Regions from separate parts of the Mus musculus genome. Here all the other regions are linked to region 2. A link is a contact called in public Micro-C and promoter capture Hi-C data. All regions are on one chromosome and are shown on one strand. The core of a region is the stretch at or near the end of the contact, and the rest is flanking DNA. Distances in the headings are between cores, read along the strand shown.

Evidence for each region. Promoter capture Hi-C pulls out the DNA fragments that hold promoters and counts their contacts. Hi-C and Micro-C count contacts between places; a contact is called where the count stands out from the background.
Region 1: a Micro-C map of embryonic stem cells shows a contact between it and region 2, with 5 times the contacts expected there. The contact joins the enhancer-like site here to the promoter of Sox4 in region 2. A contact is called at or near these places in 2 of 39 promoter capture datasets (hippocampal neurons and liver), 4 of 484 Hi-C or Micro-C datasets (embryonic fibroblasts and embryonic stem cells) and 4 of 115 datasets of contacts at active chromatin or transcription factors (astrocytes, embryonic stem cells, large pre-B cells and 1 more).
Region 3: a contact with region 2 is called in a promoter capture Hi-C map of hippocampal neurons, with 2.5 times the contacts expected there. The contact joins the enhancer-like site here to the promoter of Sox4 in region 2. A contact is called at or near these places in 4 of 39 promoter capture datasets (the C10 cell line, hippocampal neurons, neutrophils and 1 more), 1 of 115 datasets of contacts at active chromatin or transcription factors (the 230-238 cell line) and 1 of 9 other capture datasets (liver).
Region 4: a contact with region 2 is called in a promoter capture Hi-C map of second pharyngeal arch cranial neural crest. The contact joins the enhancer-like site here to the promoter of Sox4 in region 2. A contact is called at or near these places in 7 of 39 promoter capture datasets (the 3T3-L1 cell line, 3T3-L1-derived adipocytes, cranial neural crest and 3 more), 2 of 484 Hi-C or Micro-C datasets (embryonic fibroblasts and uterus) and 5 of 115 datasets of contacts at active chromatin or transcription factors (astrocytes, embryonic forebrain, embryonic limb bud and 2 more).

Annotation. Positions count from the first base shown.
Region 1 is chr13:30,067,533-30,070,321 of GRCm38.p6, forward strand. No RefSeq gene overlaps it. Among named protein-coding and RNA genes, the nearest start is that of Gm40860, 66 kb to the left of the region's middle. Within about 2 kb of position 1,514, at least 9 of the 459 cell types and tissues checked have an H3K27ac peak or open chromatin away from gene starts, as enhancers often do. A contact at or near this core is called in embryonic stem cells, where this site is marked.
Region 2 is chr13:28,952,282-28,954,981 of GRCm38.p6, forward strand. It overlaps Sox4 (SRY (sex determining region Y)-box 4), which reads right to left and starts at 1,418. Exons shown (of 1, transcript NM_009238.3): 1 at 1-1,418. The coding sequence starts at 740. All of the region lies in intron 1 of Gm46405 (a long non-coding RNA gene), which reads right to left.
Region 3 is chr13:30,011,036-30,013,735 of GRCm38.p6, forward strand. The region is part of intron 1 of Gm40860 (a long non-coding RNA gene); the gene reads left to right. Among named protein-coding and RNA genes, the nearest start is that of Gm40860, 9.0 kb to the left of the region's middle. Within about 2 kb of position 1,351, at least 13 of the 459 cell types and tissues checked have an H3K27ac peak or open chromatin away from gene starts, as enhancers often do. A contact at or near this core is called in hippocampal neurons, where this site is marked.
Region 4 is chr13:27,030,782-27,033,481 of GRCm38.p6, forward strand. No RefSeq gene overlaps it. Among named protein-coding and RNA genes, the nearest start is that of Prl, 25 kb to the right of the region's middle. Within about 2 kb of position 1,265, at least 43 of the 459 cell types and tissues checked have an H3K27ac peak or open chromatin away from gene starts, as enhancers often do. A contact at or near this core is called in embryonic limb bud and second pharyngeal arch cranial neural crest, where this site is marked.

The DNA.
Region 1 (2,789 bases), core at 264-2,763, 1.1 Mb after region 2:
GGCCTCTTGGCTTCTAAGGCCTAATAACAGTGTCATACGTCAAAGTGAGGGAGGGTCAGCAAGGGTCTAGGAGGCAACCCAGTGCTGGCAAGATCTTAACGTTTGCATTGACTAACGCAGTTGATTGCAGCGCTTTGGCCTCAGTGTGGTAGAACAGATCTTTGCAGAATGATGGATGCAAAGAAAGCCAGCAGATGGTTTATAGGGATCTGGCCAAGGCACTAATAGCAACAGAGCCAGTGCTTGCAATTGCTTAGTCAGCTGAAGCCACACACACTACACAGACAAGGGAGTGGGCTGTTCCAAGGTTGTGTAAGGACAGACACAGTGCAAGTCCCCGTGGGCCAAAGCAGATTTCACCTAATCTCCTAAGTGCTGGTCCCGCAGGGTCAGCCCTGCAGAGTTGCACAAATTCTCTAGGGGTGTCTCCATTCATGTGTGTTCCTAGGATATTATATCACATCTTTGGGTCATATCTGGAGCTCATTAAATTAGAAAAGTGTATGTGTGTGGAAGTTGAATTCTGATACTTACTTTTTCTAGGTTCTCTCTTTCTTTCTCTCTCTTTTAATCAATGATTTTGGCTGAGTATAGAAAATCAAACTGGATCTGATTAAGAAACCTGACACAGGCAGTTTCCAGTCAGGAGGGAGTGTTGGGGACCACATGTACAAGTACGCACACACACACACACACACACACACACATTGAGTATCCTTTATCCAAAGTACCTAAGACCAAATGTTTCAGATTTTGAACTGGGACCATTTAGCTGATCATAGTGAAATCATGAGATGTCTTAGGGTGGGGGCCAAGAGGAAAGATGAAATTTATTTGCATGTCCTGTGTAGCTCGTACATGTAGTTTGGAGGTGACTTTGTACAGAGTTTACTGTTCCTTCACCTTGACCCCAGCCCACCACGTGAGAGGAGGTGTGGAAAGTTTTGCACGTGCTTGCTCATGAAATCTCTGATTTGTGAGCATTTTGGTTGCCGACATTTTGATTAAGGATGCTCAGCCTGTAAATATAGTCCTAGGCCCCACCCACAAATATTCTGATAGGTTCCTTCCAAATCATTAACTTTTCCAGGGAGGTAGCTCATTAGTATTTCAGTTAGCACAGTATTCAGCTATGAGAAACAGAAAATCCATCTACAGGAGCATAAACAAAGTAAAGAGAAACAATTTTTGTTATACAAGGCTGGGAGAGAGCTCTGTGTGAGGCGCCTGCCGCATAAGCATAAAGACAGAGTTCAGACATCCAGTGCTCATTTAAAAGCCTGGCATGGCCGCCTTTAACTCTTAAGGTCTATAACTCTTTCTCGGAGGGTGGGGACTGGTGGGTCCCAGGGTCACACCTAGTCAGCATGGTGAGTTTCAGTTCAGTTTTTAAACAAAATGTGAAAGAATGAGAGAGAAAGGTCCTTGATGCCACCCATGTACACTCGGACGGCAGAGTACACTAACATAGAGGCATATGTGTAACAGAGGGGGAGGAAGGGAGAGGATGGGGCAGGGAAGAGGGTGGGGACACAGGGACAAGTTTAGGACAGCTGCAGCAGCTCCAACCATCTTGTCCAGACTAAGGAAATGAAAATGCAGAAAAGAACACCCATGTTCACCCAATATCTGCTTCTCAGGGCCTTGAACTGGGTCATGTGGATGTGGTAGTATGGCTATTCTAAATTTATCCCCTACTGGCTTAAAAATAAATGAGCCTCAGACTATGCTTATTTTATTTGGCTTTGACAATAACTGGGGGGTAACCCCAACCTACTTTTCTAACTGCTGGTCTGGCTGCCTCCCCAGCGGTGTTACCCCCCACCCCCCACCCCCTTGCTTGTTGTTTCTCCTGGCCAGGTGCTCAAGGCTCATCTCCTCTCACAGGGCCTTCCATCTTCTCCTCAGTCCTCTCCTTTCTCATCTCTGCTCCCACTCAACCAGGTAACTCGAAACCCACTGCCTCTAATCCCTCCAGTAATTGGTTGTGCCATTTTGATTTAACCAATAGTTTTAAATTAAGGAACAAGGTTTGCATAACAAAAGCTGGTAACCTTTTGAATTCACCTTAGGCCTAAACCTACAGAATTTAGCATCATAATACATAGCAACTGAACAAACTGCAACAGGACACACACACACCTACTGTGAGGTAACTCCTGCAGGCAAACTGGAGAAGCTGTGAAGAGAAATTTAATTCTGTCGCAGGATCTGGAATGGAGAGGAAACTCCCAGCTTCCTCTGCCTGCCTTTCACAAGAGGCCATGTTTGCTTCTGCCTCCACTACTCTATTTTCAATGCTAAAAGCCATCACTACAGTTTGGTTCTTTGAGATAGCCTCAAATAGTAATTCTTAGTCCCCCAGTCAAGACCAGCCTTTGAGTGGTTGCATGACCTAGACTCTAGCTAGGTATTTTAGCAATGTGACATCTGAACACGCCCTGGCGATCCTATCTTCATTCTTTAACAGTTCTACTACACACCTTCAACAGTGCATTAAATTTTGCATCAAGAGCAGAATTTCAGTGCTGATCACAGCCTCACTGGCCAGGACATATGGGAAACTGCAGGATATCTAGGTAGCCTCCGAGAGCCACAGTGTAACAGCACAGCAATGTACCTTTCTAAATGCATCCTTTGCAACACAAAGCAATCCACACAGTTTACAAACACTAAGAAACAGTCAGAGACCCATTTTCCCATGTAGCTTTGCTTCAATCCCATGTGATCATAGGCAGGGCAGGGGTGTCTCTGGGATTTTAATTTCTTCATGTGTGAAAGGAGGATGC
Region 2 (2,700 bases), core at 168-2,667:
CTGGACGGCGAGGAGGAGGCGGCCGGAGTGGCCGCACTGGGAGTCCGCACCTTGTAGACGGCCGTGGGCTCCCCCAGGGGCAGCAGGGCAGCTTGCTCTGGAGAGAACGATGCAGCCGCCTTGCTGCCGCCCGCCGGGACCAGCTTAGCGTGGGGCTTGCCGACCGAGCTGCCCGCCACCTTGGGGCCACAGCTCTTCTTGGGCGCGGGCTTGGAGCTGCCGCCCGCGCCACCCCCCGCGTGGCTGCTTCCCGCGTGGCCGCTGCTGCCCGCGACCTTGTCGCCCTTCTCCCCTGGCTTGGCTGTGGCCGCCGATCCCGCGCCCGCGTTGCCCGACTTCACCTTCTTTCGCGGCCGGTACTTGTAGTCAGGGTAGTCAGCCATGTGCTTGAGGCGCAGCCGCTCCGCCTCCTGGATGAACGGAATCTTGTCGCTGTCCTTGAGCAGCTTCCAGCGTTTGCCTAGCCGCTTGGAGATCTCGGCGTTGTGCATGTCGGGCGACTGCTCCATGATCTTGCGCCGCTCGATCTGCGACCACACCATAAAGGCGTTCATGGGCCGCTTGATGTGGCCACTGGGCGTCTTGCACCAGCTGGGGTCGTCCGCCTTGCCGCCCGTCGACGCGGTGGAGCCAGGCGTCGGGGAGGACGCGATGCCCAGCTCCAGGCCGGCGCCCGAGTCCGAGCTCTCCCCGGCCAGCAGAGCCTCAGTGTTCTCCGCGTTGTTGGTCTGTTGTACCATGGCCCCGGCTTGCCGGGCGCCCACGCGCGCTCACACGCTCGCGGCGCGGTCGCCGGGCCCTGCGGGCTCCCCGGGGCGGAGACCAGGGTCCCCTGAGCGGCGCGCGGGCCAGGGGCGGCCGCCTCCCGCCGCCAACCTAGAGTCCCCGAGGCCCTCCGTCCTCCCTCACCGCTGAAGTGCTCCCTGCGGGCACCGAGGCTGGAGTCGGCCGCGGCGAGGAGTTTCTCCAAACGTTGGTAGCCGGAGTATCTTCCAAACGCAAGTTTCTCGCCGCCTCCGGGGCAAGTCTTTCCCCCACCCCTTTCCCTGAAGCAGTCGATTGCAGTTCACGAGAGCTCGCGGTAGCTCAGGAAAGCGACATCGTCTCTAGCGCCTAAGTCCCTTTCCTGCAGTGCAAAGCCAAAGCGACTCTGGCTCCGGGACTCTCTGTGGGCGGAATCGGCGCTGAGGAGTTGGTGCAATTATTTTGTTGCAAGGTAGGAAGCCAAGAAGCTTGCATGCAACAGACCGGCATGAATAAATGTATGTTTCTCCCTCCCTCCTGCAAGAAGGGGAGCTGGTTACCGGCAGAGTTCCCCCACTGCAGACTCTCTAAGAAACAGCGTGCAAGAACTGGAAACCGGGAGGGAGACGGCCCTCTTCCCCTCACTCTGTTTCTCTGGCTGCAGCTTAGAGCAGACCCCAATTCCGCCTCGCGCTTCTTTATCCTTTCTCAGACAGCCAATCAGCCGCTGTAACTAACGCTTCCTCGTGCCAAGCCCCTCCCCCGTCCTTCCCATTGGCTTGGAACCCGATGCAATAATAATCTCCGCGTGCAATGAGAAGCTCCAAATCTGACCTCATTCCAATTTACAGAGCAAACTTTTTAAAAGGGCTAGAAGTACAGCTGAGATTTCTGCTGCCTCTTTCCCCCCCACCTCCGCCTTTTGCTGGGTGCGCGCGCGTTTGCCTCTGTGTGTGTGTGTGTGTGTGTGCGCGCGCGCGCGCGCGCACGCACGCGCATGTGTGAAGAGGATGTTAATGCATGAAGTTATTAAGGGGAGAGACGGAAATGTATTCTAGCCATTATGTTAGATAACAAGGGGCTTGGAGGGGGGGTAAGGGTGAAATACTGTAAATGGAAGCTTTCTGCTTAAAAGCCGAGTGATTATTTTTATTAGTTCTTTTCAGCCCAGGAATAAAGAATCAGCCTTTGGTGCAAAATCTCTTTTCTTAGCCCCTTCTTAGAGCTAGAGATGTAAGTGGGGGGAGCCACAATAATAAATCAATGGATATTGAAAACCATTAAGAAAGTGGTACCTAGACACCTGTCATCACAATTATTTTAACAACTCTGGGTACAGAACAAACGTTGGTGTATTGTGTAAATCCCTTCAGGATGCTATCTGTGCTGTTTGTGAAAGGCAGGGTTTTTTTTTTTTTTTTCTTTCTCCCCTTTTCAGTAATTACTTACTCTTTTTGCCAAACAGAGGTTAACTAGTTATTTAATGATTTCACTTCCCCTATAAATCCTGGGTAGGCCAAACAAGATTTTCTGTGGAACGCTAAGGCAGTGGCCCATAATTACCTCAATAAGAGACTTTGTGTGATTTCTGTATAGGGCGATCATGGTGAATACAGGATGGGATTGACTTCACTTTCTAAATGTTTGTTTTCCACAATATCCAAAGGATAGATGGGTTCGCTATGTGCTCTCCTTCCCCCTCTCTTTCTTACCCATTGTCTCCCGTGTGTCTGTGCTACTTGAAGCAATTGGGCCTAAAAGACCAAGAAGAGAAAGGGGTGGCACAGGGGAGTGGGCTGCTGGACCTATCTCAAGTCCCTCTCCTGATCTTTCTTTCTGGGTCTCATTGTCCTCCTCTTCTGTGCTTTGGGAACCTTGTGAGCTTTATAGAGGGCTTGTGTTAGTGCCCGGTGAGTGTGTGATTATAAACCACGGATGTGTGTCCTGAGCCCTCTG
Region 3 (2,700 bases), core at 101-2,600, 1.1 Mb after region 2:
GTCCTAACGTTTGCACAGCAAAGCACTTGGCCACTGAGCTATCTCCCCTCCCGCTCATAAATCTAATCCTATGGGACTACATTGTACACTCACCAGTCACTAGCTGAAACATTGTTGCCGATACACAATAGCTGTAGATTGAATCGGCCAGTGACTGTTTAACAGAGAAAGAAAAGGACTCCTAAGAAAGAATGTGGTCAGTTAGAAATTGGTGACCGGATGCGTAGGACCCAGAGAGGATTTTTAAAAAGATGGTAAAGAATTCAAGAATCCTGCTTCGAGGCTTAATTAGGCTTGGGACTCCACTCTCCTGGCTCCTGTGGGCTTTTCCATGTTCCTTCTTCTCTCGACACCTTTCCTAATTTCTCCACCAAAACACTTCTTTTCTTCTGTTCCTAAGATGTGCACACTCCCAAACCTTTATACAGTGACGTCCTTAACTCACAGAAGTGCTTACTGACTTCTTTGAACCCACTCTCGGGGATAGCCCCCCAGAGTCTTCCAAGATATGAAACCGTTTTCCCACATAAGTGATGTTCCTCAGAGAGACACTTTCGCCTGCATATATCTGCCCTTTAGTCACTGCCCTGTGTCTGGGATCTTTGGTATTCTCTACCTTATTAATTTCACAGTCAATATCTTCAGATATGTGGATAGGTAGATAGAGAATGCAGTAATAACAATATAAAACAATAGCTGTAAATTGTAACTCTTTGGGGCAGAGAAATGTGGGTTTCTTCTAGCTCTTCTATTCTTCTGAGATGTCCCCCTTTTACCAATGCAACAAACATTCAAGGAGGGTCAAGGGGCAAACAAAGCAGGAAGTACCTCCTAGGGAGGAGCGAATAACGTCCGCTTAACCACTCTTACTTCGCCCTGGCTAGAAGCACACCACAATTCTCCTGTGCATCTGAGCGGAGGCTCTCGGTTTTGCCCCTCATTTCTATACTTGATTTGAAGGTTTGAAGCGGTTTAGATATTTCCTTGAACTTATAAAAAATGAATCATCACTCACTGGTGGGAACGGGATTACTGACGGATAATCCACTGCAAAATATAAGATGTCAAGTCCAGGCAGGCAGTTTCTAGAGACACTGGTTTATGGGCCAAGTGTCTTTCTGGAAGCACCATTTGGGCTTATTGTTGGATTTATTGCTGATGGGTGGATTACTGCCCTCCCCACTGTGGGCTAGCGATTAGACGGTTACATCCCCACCTACAGGAATTCATTACAGCAAATGGCCTATTCTGTCTTCTGTTAATTTAGTCTGCAGTCCACAGCGCATCATGTTAATGCTGCCTAGGTAGAAGATGGATGTCGTCCATGCTTATGTAACTTCTGGTTGAGTGCTTTATGCTCTGGCCATGCTTATTTGTGAGTCATAATTATGTCTGTGTTAAAACACGGCAGAGAGCTGTGTGTGCCTGTGTGGGTGTTTTATGGATGGGTGTTGTCTACAGCCTGGGAAGCTAAACCTGTTGGTAAAGCGTTCTCATTTACCTAAAAGAAAGATCTTAGCATTTAGTAAGGATAGGGTTAATCTCAGTGAGCTATTTAGCTGTAAAATGAGGCAGCAGAGTGTACAACTGGGTAGGAGCTAGCCTCCCACCTTCCCAGGTATCCTTGGAGAAGAAGGTGGGAGGTGAAAAGAGTTCTTAGCTTCTCCCTAGGCAGTCTCTGGTCATTTCTGTGTACCAGGTAGACAAAAAGAGGGTGCTCAGCCTCAGAAGACAGACAACATCACCTTTTAGGTAAAGGAAAGTTAGCATGTACAATGGATAATAGGATCAACTCTGGATCAAGATCGGAGTGTTCTTGAGCAAGCTTTCTTATCTATAAAATGGGATGCTAGGCAAGTCTGTTTCGTGGGATAGCTGAAAGATTAAATGAGTTACTAACTTGAAAGGGCCCAGTGCCTCACACATTGTGGTTCTCAGAAAGCCATCATCAGGAGGTTACATGGAAAGACCCTAAAATCAGGGCTGACGCATGCCTTTTAGCCCCTCAGGAATGCAAAATCCCAGTCCTTGTTGTCTCTCTTGAAAGCCTGATTAACCAGAGCTCGAGGGTGGAGAGGGCAATTTCTCCTCCTTCTCAGGGAGTTCAGTGTTCATGCAGGCTGTGGTTGTGTTTGTCTTTTGTGAGGCTGTGTTCCCTTCCACCCACACTACACCCCCAGCCCCGCAGGCATCAAGGCCTCATTGCCAGGGCTGATTCTTTTCTTCTTGCTCAAGTTCAGACAGCTCTGTCAAAGCCCTTGTTTGCTCTGATGCAGTGTGGGTGACTTCGTGACTGACTTCCCACCTTACCCAAGACCAGCTCGTTCTCCCCAAAATGCTATGAATTGTTTACTGTGTGGTTCCTACTTTCCAATACCCTAGCCAGCATAGTAGGGGGCCTAGAGGACACTACGTGGACTCGTGGTTTCTGCGTTAGCAAACCCCAGCTCTCTGTTTACTTCCGTCTCAGAATTCACCCCCCTCTGATGCACCCCCATCTCCATGGGCTTTGACTCCCTTTCCCAATTAAGAGTGCATCCCTGGTCCATACCGTTCTAGGCTTCCCCGGTTTCTCCCCGGCAGTCATTGTCACCATCCCAACCAGAAAGCAGAAACGAACAGAACAGCCACACTGAATGGCTTTTTAAAAATCTGAATAGTGATGAGAAAGCTTACATTTTCATGGCTCAAGAGAGGAGG
Region 4 (2,700 bases), core at 15-2,514, 1.9 Mb before region 2:
AGAAAAAAAAAAAAAAAAAAAAAAAAAACAAGAAGCAAATAGGATAACACATGCATTAAGCATGTGGGAAGTAAGTATTGGTATTAACTATCAAATAGCTACATACAGAAACACACACATGACTCCAAACTCTAGTCATGTTTGCTCTCTGTGTTTAAAGAACATTACCCTGCCTCCCAAAGACGCTATTATTTAAAGTTACAATAAAAGTGCATGTCCTGAGTGAAAGATATCCGTACTCTGTAGCCTCAACAATCATTGTAAGGTAACACACTTCTCAACACAAACTAAGTTTCTGGGACTTAAGTGTAGCCACAGCCACTAATCCACATTAGCTCTGCATCTTTCCTTTGATATTTTCTGTGAATGTGTCACTCCTCTGCTGACATGCAAATAAATTCTGTTCCAAGATGTGACGTGGAAGAGACTTTGCCAATTTAATAACTTAGGAATAGGAAATTATCCCAGGTGCTGCAAATTAATAATCTAGATGCCCTTCCTCTCCTGTCCCCAGGGACCTGTCAAGAGTCAGTAGAGAGACATAGGAGAGCTCAGCTCAGTTGCAAATAAAATTAAGCCCACAAAGCTTATGTTCTCATTTTCTCCATCTTCTTTTGAAATTGAGAACACACACAAGATTTACTTTGAAGTCAGGGATGCCTGAATATGATCTTATTGATTTCCATAGCATGTTTTTGCTCTGCAATGCGGATGTGCATTTTTCAAACATATTAAGCAAGTCTTTGATCTGATTTGTTCCACCAGAACACCCGACGGAGGCTGAAAGCTATTTCTATACATGGGTTTGCTGAGCTCTGTGGAAGCCTGCTCTTGCTTGAGAGAGGTTGGAACCATCCCATCTGAAAGCTCTTTTCAGCCTTTTTCAGCCTAAACATTTTATGCAGAGGGGTTAAAGGTCACCAACTGTCAAAACAAAATCCAAATTGCACAGCAGGGGAAGCTAAGCAGAATGGAAACTCAGAGTTCACTAACTGAGCTAAATAATCCATGGAACAGGCAGTAAAACTGCCCTTAAAAAGTAACAGGCAGGAAAAAAAAAAGTAGCAGGCATATTACTGTGATTCCTATTGAGTTTTACAAAATGCATGGAAACTTTTAAAGGCTAATAACTCAGATATCAATATAGAGATTGAACTGTAATGATCTGGAAAATGCAGTGAGCAACCAACACAAACTTTGCACCATGGTAGCAAACAGGATGTGACCTCCAAGGCACCAGATGCCCTCCTGAGAACATAATGCTTCCCAAACTCTGTAAGGTTTCCACTTTCAAACACAGTTGTTTGTTTGTATTTTCAGGATTGAAGAGAAGGGAACCTGTTTGCATTTGGGCTGCTAACCCCACAACCCTCACTGGCCTTGTTCCTCATACTGGAGACAAGATTCACAGTAGTCAAGTCTCAGTATAATGTCTTCTTCAGGCTCCCCCGTCACTTGATCTGTTTCCAAGCCTTGCCTCGTCATAGCTTTCTGCATTTCTAATTTATTTTTATTTTATTTTGAATGAAACAAAATGCCTCTACTCTTAAATCTAATTTAGCATTTCTCAGAATTAAAAATAAGTAAGGTTTTGCTTGATGAAATAACTTCATGCAACACTTCCTTATTGTAACAAGTAGACATTCCCCACTCAAGACCTGCTCCCCCCATTTCTATGAAGTAGAAGAAGGAAAATACAATGAGAAAGAGTACAGAAACCTAATGGGACACAATGTAAGGCCTGAGGGTGTTAGCTCAGTGTAAATAAACTACATGTTTAGTAATGATGATCTGCACTTGATCACCCAGAATTCTGTGTGTCTGCTTAGAAGCTGAAATCAGGGAGACTTTGAAACCTCATATTGAGGAGAGAGAGCAAAAGTGAGGGCCTTTGATTTTAAGGAAACGAGAGCACCTGAAAAGGGAGGCTAACATGAGCTCACACAGCTTTTGGCTACTGGAGTAGTCCATGTTCTCATATCCATCGCCCTCTCTGTTTGACCTTCAGTTCAAATTCTAATAACTATACCTTCTACCCAGATTCATTATTTCCTACTTTGAACACATCATCCTCACAAGTTTATTGAGAGGACTGAATTCAGAAAAAAAAATCCATGGATGCAGAAGTGCTTTGAAAAATGTGAAGAAACAATAACCTCAAATATGAAAAACAAGTCAGTTACCCAAGTATACACAAGAGAGAACATGAGCTAAAGGAAGGAATATGAAAATGTTAAATATTTAAAATGGTTGACCTGCAGGAAAAATTTTCACTGAAGTATTATTAAAGTTAGGAGAGTTTCAAAAACTCAAAATCAGGGTGAGCCTGAACTTCAAGGAATTTAATAATAAATTCTAATAGTTTCGATGGTTGAGCAATGGAGTGGATTAGTCATTGGAAGGACGAGACTGTGGTCTGACCATGTTAGGAATTTGGAAAATGCAGAATGACCAGGGTCTGCTGTGGTTCACACTTTGAGACTCAGCAAAAGGAGTAAGATTAGGTCAGCCCTGAGGTACTTGCCAGCTGTAAAATGGTGAACTACTTCAAAAAAGAGCTTATGCAAAGTTTTTGTAACTATAACTTAAAGATACACATAACAATATTTTGTGGGTATGGTGATAAATAACATAAGCCCAGGACTCAAAAGACTAATCTGGAAATACCATGAATTCAAACCAATATCCTTTCTAAAACCA